2 separate regions of the Mus musculus genome follow, and region 2 is linked to region 1. Evidence: chromatin contacts called from public Hi-C data. All regions are on one chromosome and are shown on one strand. Each heading gives the region's core, a stretch centred on a gene start, on an enhancer-like site or on the middle of the called end of the contact. The rest is flanking DNA. Distances are from core to core; before and after follow the strand shown. Region 1 overlaps Calcoco1 (calcium binding and coiled coil domain 1). Region 2 has its middle 20 kb from the start of Smug1.

Region 1 (4,683 bases), core at 2,046-4,545:
GGCAAAGCCCTGTTCTGCTTCTCTCTTCCTGCCACTCTGCTGTCCGGGACCAGCCTTGGCTTCTCCACCCTTACTTGCTACTTGCCCACCTCAGAACCCATCCCAATCCTCCCCCCATCTCTTTCCAGGAGGCTGAAGATGAGAAGTCAGTCCTGATGGCAGCGGTGCAGAGTGGGGGCGAGGAAGCCAGCCTCCTGCTTCCTGAGCTCGGCAGTGCCTTCTATGACGTGGCCAGGTGAGGGCAGCACAAAGAGGGGGGAGGTCAGTGTGCAAGCAGCCTCCGCGCCCCGCCCTAACTCCCCCTTCTTGGCTCAGCCAAGAGAAGGTACCAGTGTGGTTGACAGGAACGCCAGGCTCCCTCCACAAACCCCAGGTGGCTTCACATTCTCTCTCCCTCCCTCCTTTGACTGGCTTCTGTGTTGTTCTAGCTTCATCTTCCGTGGAGCCCAAATTGTCCTGCTCCCCCTCTCTCCTGCCCCCTCCCCTTCCCCAGGCACCAGGTAGGTACCTAGGTCCTCTGGGAGGAAGAGGATGGAGACTGAGAGAAGGACCGCCATCCAGAGCATCTGTCTGGCTATGCTAGAGATGTTGCTCATCCCTGACTTCCTGGGAAACTCTAGGAGGGGAACCTGCAGTATGGGCAGGGACCAGGTGGTGCCTTCTGCCTGGCTCTCTAGTCCTAGTCAGGCCGACAGGGCCTCAGGGAAAAGAGCATCATGGCCTGGCCCCCCAACTCTGCCTGGCGTGTGGGGCTTGGGGCAGAAAGGGCCAGTGCTGTCATTCTCTCTCTCTGCTGGAGCAGGAAGATGAAGAACAGTGTCAGACTCATTTTCAGCCCCATTAGGCAGCAGACGGAGATGGAGGGAGGAGAGCGGGAGACTGGGGGATGGGTTCTGCACTACAGATGCCAGCAGGGCCTCATGAAGAGAGGACTTGGGTATCTGGAGAATATTTTAAGCAGAAGAAGCCATAGGAGAGGCTTGAACAGAGAGTGACCAGGATGGCATGTTAGGAACAAGGAACCACATGGGTCGTGTTCCCTGAGGTCCCCGGGTCAAGAAGGCAGCAGAAGCTGCAGTGCTGCCTGAAGTCTGAGCCCCTGGGAGGGGAAGGGGAGACTCAGGAATTCAGGAACCTTCCATTGCTATATGACAAGTTTGAGGCTTATATCAGAAATAAAAATAAAGGCAGCAGAGAACCCTGACCCTGTCTGTCTTTCCTCATCTCTCTTTAGTGCTTTTACAGTGAGTTCCCTGTCAGAGGCCAGCCCTGGGGTCCCAGCCAACCCTCCATGGAAGGAGTGTCCCATCTGCAAGGAGCGCTTCCCTGCTGAGAGTGACAAGGACGCCCTAGAGGGCCACATGGATGGGCATTTCTTCTTCAGCACCCAGGACCCTTTCACCTTTGAGTGACCTCACCTCTCCCTCTTATGTAGACACACGTGCACACACACAGACATATATGCAGTTTGGTCTCATGCTTTTTCTTTTTCTTTCTTTCTTTTTTTAAATCACACCAGGCTTTATAATGTTCTGTTCCTACAGACCATGCCTGCACCCTGCTTTCATCCCAAGCCTTACAACTCCATCTTCCATCCTGATGTCTTTGTCCCAAGCAGCAATCTGTCTTGGAAGCAGTGGCTGAGTTTACTTTTCTGAAAAGGTTTAGAGGAACCAGGATGGAGATGACTTTCCCTTGCGGGAATAGAATTATTCCCACAATTTATTTACTGCTAGCCCAAGTACACACACACACACACACACATCACTCCCTTCTGATGCCCCAAAGCCAACTCCTGCCACCCCACACCGAAGTCCTCAAACGGAAAAGAAAATGTATTTGTGCCTTCTGTGAGGGATAGGGGACAAGGGATCCCAGGTGTCCCCATTTCCCGCCCCCTCACCTTCTCCAGCCCCGCCCCCCACAGCAATAAGAACTTTCTCTCTCCCTTAAACTCTCCTCTTATTTGTAGTTTGGACAAATATATTTATATGATATGTGTAACCATTGTCATGACGTATGTTCTTATCAAGAGGCATTGCTACAAGAAAAGAAGGGCTTCAAATTCCTGGTCCCTGTCAGGAGGGAGGAGAGTGATAGATTAAGTACATTCTAACCAGGCCTTCTGGTGTGCTAGCCACCTGAGGCCACGGGGGAAAAAAAAAGACACTGTGTATCTCCGGCCTGGAGCACACTTTTAAGGAGGGAGCAAACAGGTGGCTGATGGGATTGGAAGGGACACACAAAGACCATCAGATTCCATGGTCATCCTTGCTATACCCTACTCCCATCAAGAACACATATCTTTGGGTTCTGCCAAATGAGATGTGCTCTGAGCTCCCTACCACCATTGTTTACATCCCATACACCCCCGTGCACTCCTTGACAACAATCAGAGCAACACATCCATCCACCCCAACCAGTTGTCTAGGTAGCACAGACATCCATAGCAGCACAGAGCATATATTAAGGACCTTGTGCTCACTGATGCTCTCTGTGTGCCCTAGCAGGGCATACACCCATAGCTCTCTCATTCTCTGTCCCAAAACACCCTTGTCAGCACCTTGCATCCGTTCAGGTTCGCTCACTGGACCACCCCCATAGTCCTGTCTTTACCTGAAACTAACCCATCCACCACCACCCCGCTTCCTACCGCACCTGGATGACAATCTTACATCCATCCCGTCTTCTTCCCTCATGTCTGTCTCCTAGCAACCCCATCTCGTTCCCTGAATCCTTTCCAAGGAAATTGGAGATAATGGATCTCTCTCCTCTCTCCATCTCAACCTCTCTTTATTGATCCTCCTTTAATGAAAGTTAATTATAACAATGATTTAATTAATAGAATCCCTCTCTTCCTTTATTGCTTCCCGTATTAAGACTATTAATAAATACGAGCTGGGCTGACAGAGGCATCCATCACCCGCCCAGGACTCCCCCCATCCCTCCTTTTCCCCTCCCCTCTCCCCCTCCCTCTCTTGGCCTATAAACTTGCCGGGGTAGTGGGGGTTAATCAGAGAGGAATTATGAGCCAACATCCCCAGCAGGAGGTGCATTTAATGAAATCACTCGTGATTTATGATTGGGGGAGGTTGGGAGGGAAGAATCTGGGACCTACACTTTCTGGCTTCCAGGAGGTTGGTCCCCCTAGAGCTAAAGGAGAAACAGGGATCCAGAGCCAGGCGCCTGCTCCCTGCCAACCCTCCATCTCACACAAAAGGCACATGGCTAACCAAACCAGGCCATTGACACATAGAGGCTCTGGTGAGGACCACACTATGGGCTTTGTTCCTACTCTCCCTGGCATGGGTCCTTTTCTACCCTTTGCCGTCTCCTCAGCTCTGTCCTGATTCACCCTCCCACAGCTGTTCCACACATCTTCCTCCTAGAAGCAACCCTTCCCCCACCCCCTAATTTGACACCAAGCACTTCCAACGTCTCCGGCTCCATTTTTTTTGGATCCACGTGTCTCTTCCTGTGCAGTGTATGAGTGTTCACACTGGGACTTCTGCAGGTGTTTGGAGCAGGGAGGGGGACAGCTGGCCTTCAGATCCAGCTCCGATCCTACATATTGTGTAGTGTTTGGCAACTCACCCTGTCATACCTCCATTCTGAAATGGATGTGGTCCTTATCTTCGAGCTTTGTGTCCTCTGTGCAGCTTAGAAAACTGAAGGTCCTGGAGTGAAAGGGAAAGTCAGATGAAGTGGCAGCAGATACTCCTGTCAGCATTTGTCATCAGAGGATGAATCTAGTCCTCTCTGAGTACCTTGTGGCTGCCCCCTGTCTACAGGAACTTGAAGTGTGGATGGCTTAGTGTGCCAGCACACAGCGCGGGGTCTTCATTAGCTGTTCTCAGGGGCGTTTCCTCCACCCATCCTGCCCTGGGAAACCCTGTGCTACAGTGGAACAGAACTGTTTCCCAGAAATGTGCAGTTTTCGAGTGACTGTGCAGCTGCCTTTCTATCCACCCAAAGGATGCTTCAAAGCCCGCTTGAGTTCTGTGTCCTGAAAAAGGAGCTAGAACATGTGTGGCATGTTCATAAAAGCACACACTCTGCCGGCTGCACATGCCTGGAATCCCAGTAGCTGCGAAATGGACAATATCAATTCCTGTTTCAAAAGGCCAAGGGCTGGTTAGGTGTGATGACATTTGCAAGGTCCAGGCCAGCATAACTGCTAAGTGAGACCCCATCCTTAAAGAGAAAAGGAAGGGGGCAACCCAGAGTCTAGGAATAGAAAACCCAGCAGTGCAGATCTTGCCTAGGCAAGCCCTAGTCAGACCACAAACAAAAGCTCATTATCATGTGTACAAGTTTTTCATTTCTCTGTAAGTAGCATGGAGGTAGGACCTGGGCTTATACACCCTGTGGCTCCAAAATCTAATACAGAAACTGACACAGAAGATGAGTCCTCAACATTTTTAAAAATTGTATTGGGGGGAAAAAAAAGACTCACTTCATTCATACAAAATAATACATAGAGAATAAAATGAGCATCACACTGGACTCACCAACCAGTTTTCTTTTGTTTCCTTTCTTTTTTGGATTTTTTTTTTTTCAAGACAGGGTTTCTCTGTGTAGCCCTCGCTGTTTGGGGACTTGTCCTGTAGACCAGTCTGACCTCAAGTGCTAGCATTAAAGGCATGTGCCACCACACCTATCTACCTATCTACCTATCTACCT
Region 2 (4,840 bases), core at 2,221-4,720, 480 kb before region 1:
GATTCCCTCACCGAGTGGGGTCTATCTACTAGGATCTCTCCAGTTTTGTAGCTCAGGTTCAGCTTCAAGAAGAGAATGCTTTCTTCAGGATGAACCACGACCCCTTGGCCCGGTCTGAAGCTGTCCCTGCAGCCTGCATTCCCATGCCCCAGGTTTCCCACCTTTGGATTCTCGTGCACCGGGTGAGCTGGGGTGGCTTGGAGAGCTGCGTGGAGACAGGCCTCCTATGCGGTTTTTCACGGTTGTCCTTGAGATTGCCTGGATGACTTTGGAGTGTCTGTGGGTCCCTGAGAGGATCGAGCTTCACTTGTTTTTTTTTTTTTTGTTTGTTTGTTTGTTTTTTCGAGACAGGGTTTCTCTGTATAGTCTTGGCTGTCCTGGAACTCACTTTGTAGACCAGGCTGGCCTCGAACTCAGAAATCTGCCTGTCTCTGCCTCCCAAGTGCTGGGATTTAAGGCGTGTGCCACCACCGCCCGGCAGGCTTCACTTGTTAAATCGCCGTCTAGTTTTTCTGACCCTGGAGCACCAGACTCTAGCTCAAAGTAGGACACCACCAAGAACAGACATGATCCCTGTCTTGAGAGACCTCACAATCTAGGGAGTGCAAGAGACCAAATGCCTCTGCAGATATTGGTGCCAGGGGGCCTGAGAGGACAGTGGAAGCTCTTTTTTCTTTTATCTCCGGGTGTGTGTGTTCTGTGAGAGAACCCAGGGCCTTTCATACTGTAGGCAGGTGCTTTACCATTGAACTACATCCCCAGCCTTTAAAGATCAGCTTTATTATTAATAATGATACTTATTACTGTGACCGGATCCTGATATGAAGCTCTGGCTGACCTGGAATTTACTATGTAGCCCAGACTGACCTGAAACTCAAGATAATCTTCCTGCCTCAGCATCCAGAGTGCTAGGATTACAGGTGTCAGCTAACATCTGATATACGTGTGTATGTGTGACACACACACACACACATACATTTTTTACTTTGTTTTTTTTGTTTGTTTGTTTGGTTTTTGTGTATGTGTGTGTTTTCAAGACAGGGTTTCTCTGTGTAGCCCTGGCTGTCCTGGAACTCACTCTGTAGACCAGGATGTCCTTAAACTCAGAAATCCACCTGCCTCTGCCTCCCAAGTGCTGGGATTAAAGGCATGTGTCACCGCTGCCCGGCCAATTTTTTTTTTTAATTAATTTTTTTAGGGTCTTCCTACATTGCCCGGGGTTATCTTGAATTTGTGATCCTTTTGTTTCAACTCCTGAACATTTGGGATTACAGGCCTATACCACCAACTCTGTCTGGGAGACAAGAGGGCAGGAAGGCAGTCAGGGTAGGAAGGCAACAGCTCATGAGCGGAGTGAGGGCAGTCCAGAGGCTGCAGTCCTCTGACAGAAGGCCAGTGGGCACAAGCCTGGCCCAGATGTAAGAGATCAAGCTACATGGAGCTGCTGGCAGAAGTCGAAGGATGTTCTTAACCAGAGCATACATCATAATCTTTGCCTGAAATTCGGGGAGTTTCCAGAGTTTTGGGGCACCCCAATCACATACACTGCATTTCAGCAGGATACCAGACTTCACCAGTCCTTCAGGAAGGTTGGACTAGGAAGGAGTCTAAGTGGTCCTGGAAGACTAGGAGGTGGTGGTGTCTAATCCCGGTTGTGGACCTCGGTCTGCGGCTGGAGGATGCAAAGAGATGCCCAGAAGGTGGCGCGAGCCGGCGACAGCGGTCAAGCACAGAGGTGGCCCGCTCCATGGGTCTCACTCGCCCTGCGTGCAGCCCACCCACTGCCAAATGAAGGCATGCAGCCAAAGGCAGCCGAGCACAGCTGGATATGCAAATGTGTGCAAATGACATGGCGCCTTGGTTGGGGAGCGAGCGCGGCGCTGTCACAATTCCTGCTTCAAAAGACTTAGGGTGGGCTGTGCATGGTCCCAGTCCCGCTTGCTGGGTGACCATTTCCTGGGCTCCCACACACTCATCCTGCATAAGGCACAGGCAAAGAGCAGGCCCCCTGGCATGGAGAAATTTCCCTACCCACCTGTCAGCTGAGCGTAGTTCCTTAATGAACAGGCATGTGAGGCTCGCTGTGACGATACCACACTCACCCCAGCCTCAGAATCCTCTCTTCCCAGGACCAAACCATTTGCCCTCCTCCATTCCTTCATTAATATCCGTCTCCCTGCTTCCCTATCTGAAGTCCTTCCAGAAGTCTAACCACAATCACACTTGCTGCTGTTAGTACGTTACTTTTCCTTGTGGTTTGGCGAAACCATTCTACAAGTCCAGGTTGCTGTGTTTTTGAGTGTGTGTGAACAGGCTGAAGGATTCCAAGGCACTGCTGAGGAATAAGTCCCTACCCTAGGCTAGAACCCCGGAATCCGGTCCGGCGCCTGGGCGCTCTCCCTCTTCTGCGCCACCTACAACGGCCACACGGGGTCTTCCTTGAGCTAAGAATGGGAACTCGTGCGCCCCACGCTGGTGCGGGCGGGATGCGGGACTCTTAAGACTCGGCTCAGGCTTCCCACCGAGCACCTCTCCGCAAGCAGCTTACGACCTCCATCCCCCATCCCCACACCCCAAATCACGCTTAGTAGGAGGGCGGGGAGGGAGCCACATACTAAGCGCCCTCCCAGGGAAACTGAGGCTCTCCACCAGTCCAGCTCTTGGGGATTGGGTATGGCACAGCTAGCGAGGCGGAGAGATAGGAAATTAGAATGGGGGTGGAGGGAGACCATCAGAAGCAGCGTTGGATGGCCTGGATGACAAAAGGCGAACGGAATGCAAGATAGAGTGGCGGGGACAGTTTTTTGTATAGGGGAACGGAATTGTAAGCAAGAGTGGGAAGAAAATTAAGGCACTCACTTTCTCCAGTGAGGCTGTAACTTGGCAGATTTGGCTGTAGATGCAGTAAGAGGGATGGTGGTTAGACACCAAGAAGGACTTCCCCAAAGTAGTCAAACCTGGATGCTCAGGGAGAAGGACTGAAAATGAGGACTGTAACCTGAAACCCCCTCATAACTAGAAACTGGTAGGGAGAGGAGGTGTGAAAAATGCTGCGGCGAGGGGGGGGGGGGCGGGGCGGGGCGGGGTGGGTGGGAGGGGGAGGCAATGGAAGGAAGCTCAGGTGGAATGAGTCGCCCTTCACCCCCGGAAGCGGCGGCGGGTCGGACCAGGTGCTCACATCGTGGCCGCCCACTGGGACGCCCGGGTGGCCCCGCGCCCCACCCCCGCTCCAGGCTGGCCCGGTGGGTTCCGGGGCGAGACTGTCTGCAGGACCTGCCTCGCCTCGCTCTTTCCAGTGCCCAAGTCGCCCTGGGTGGTCGCAATTTGGAAGCACACAGTAGGGAGTTTAAGTCCCCCAAGACCCGTCCCCGCGGTTGACACCGGGTGTGTGTGTGTGGGGGGGAGGTAAGGTGGGGGGGAGAGGCTCAGGTGTCCGGCAGGGGGCGCCCGCGAGAGCGAGGCCCTGCTCCGGCACGTCTCGCGCGCTCCCTCTGCTGGCAGCGGCGCTGCCTCCACTGCAGGCCGCCGGTGGACCCCATAGACGCTATCCGACCCTAAGGCAGGCCTGGCTCCTCTCCATCCTTCAGAGGTGTGGGAAGATTTAAGAACAACGATCCCACGCAGTTCTGCAGCGACTCAAGACCAGCAGAGTGGGAATCCCCAGACCTCAGAGGGATCTTTCATGTCCACTGTGGAGGCCCGGAGTCCAGCCTGTTCCCAGGGTCTCCTAGCCAAGCTCCAAAGTACCAGTGCTCTTCCCCATTTGCCAGAACTGTCTTCTGAACACACAAATCAGTATGGGCCTCTCCCTATCTCCAAAGTACTCACAGGAAAGGACGCTCCTCCGGCCACCTTGGCTTTGCCCATGTCCACACTTGTCCTGCTCCTCAACAGCCTTGGCAATGGCTTGCAATCTTCACTAGCAGGTTCCTGCTCAATCCTTAACGTACACTTCAAATGTCCAAACTGAGTTTTTCCTTCCCATAGAGAGTCCAGCTTGCCTATAACAGAGTCTGGCCTTTATTTGATACTCCTGCCTCCAACTCCTTAGCGCTGGAATTATGGGCACACACCACCACCCTAGGCTACGTGAACTTTAGAAGCATCTCTCTTGTGGAGGCTTTTATCCTAGGCGTGATCTAATTATTATCCTGTTTTCCATGCTTCCATCTAGAACAAGATGGAGTTCTTAAGCACACTTAGTGTTGCTGGGAGCCCACCTAATCTCTCCCACTGAAGCACACAAGGACTCACGTGTGCCCCTAGGCCTAGACTGACCTCTACCTGCCTATAAGACAATGGGACAAACCACTCCTGGAGTAGACTCTGGACTCTCAAGAGATCAGCTGTCCCCCTGTTTCTTTGGTTTTACTGGGAACCCAAATCTAAGGGAGGGAGCTGCAGAGCCTAGATACAGATGGAGGGCACTTACTCCCTGGAGAGTACTGAGGACTCCCCGGTACTTCTTGGGTCTAACCTACTCCTCACTCACCTAAGCTGGGGCTTGGGGGCAAAATCATAAATTTGGGAGACAAGAGGAGAGATAAAGATCGTTTGTTGAGAATGGTGTCATCAATCAAGTTGCTGGAGAGAATGCAAACAAAAAAAAATTCCCTAAACCTGGGTGCTCAGATGCAACATTCCAGCCTTTCTTAAAAGTCCCCAGCCTCGAGTCAGCCCCTCCATGGGTTTGAGGTTGCTATGGGTTCATCTCTAAGTTCTGTCTGTATCCTCAGAAACCCCAGTCCTTTCCTCTCCCACTTGGGAAGGGTCTTGGGATGGAGAGAGACATCTCCACCCACTCTGTTAAAGATTATATTTTTGAAAGAGCCTGGAGGGA

What was found. Hi-C and Micro-C count contacts between places; a contact is called where the count stands out from the background.
Region 2: a contact with region 1 is called in a Hi-C map of cerebral cortex, with 4 times the contacts expected there. The contact joins two enhancer-like sites. A contact is called at or near these places in 9 of 39 promoter capture datasets (the 3T3-L1 cell line, 3T3-L1-derived adipocytes, the C10 cell line and 4 more), 2 of 15 datasets of contacts at CTCF or cohesin (embryonic stem cells and pro-B cells), 60 of 484 Hi-C or Micro-C datasets (the C2C12 cell line, the G1E-ER4 cell line, the HL-1 cell line and 33 more), 13 of 115 datasets of contacts at active chromatin or transcription factors (astrocytes, bone marrow-derived macrophages, craniofacial prominence and 10 more) and 5 of 9 other capture datasets (adipose tissue, embryonic stem cells, embryonic tail and 2 more).

Annotation. Positions count from the first base shown.
Region 1 is chr15:102,704,098-102,708,780 of GRCm38.p6, reverse strand. It overlaps Calcoco1 (calcium binding and coiled coil domain 1), which reads left to right. Exons shown (of 15, transcript NM_026192.3): 14 at 129-235; 15 at 1,235-2,004. The coding sequence ends at 1,412. Among named protein-coding and RNA genes, the nearest start is that of Calcoco1, 16 kb to the left of the region's middle. Within about 2 kb of position 3,295, at least 27 of the 459 cell types and tissues checked have an H3K27ac peak or open chromatin away from gene starts, as enhancers often do. A contact at or near this core is called in cerebral cortex and cortical neurons, where this site is marked.
Region 2 is chr15:103,180,976-103,185,815 of GRCm38.p6, reverse strand. No RefSeq gene overlaps it. Among named protein-coding and RNA genes, the nearest start is that of Smug1, 20 kb to the right of the region's middle. Within about 2 kb of position 3,470, at least 104 of the 459 cell types and tissues checked have an H3K27ac peak or open chromatin away from gene starts, as enhancers often do. A contact at or near this core is called in cerebral cortex and cortical neurons, where this site is marked.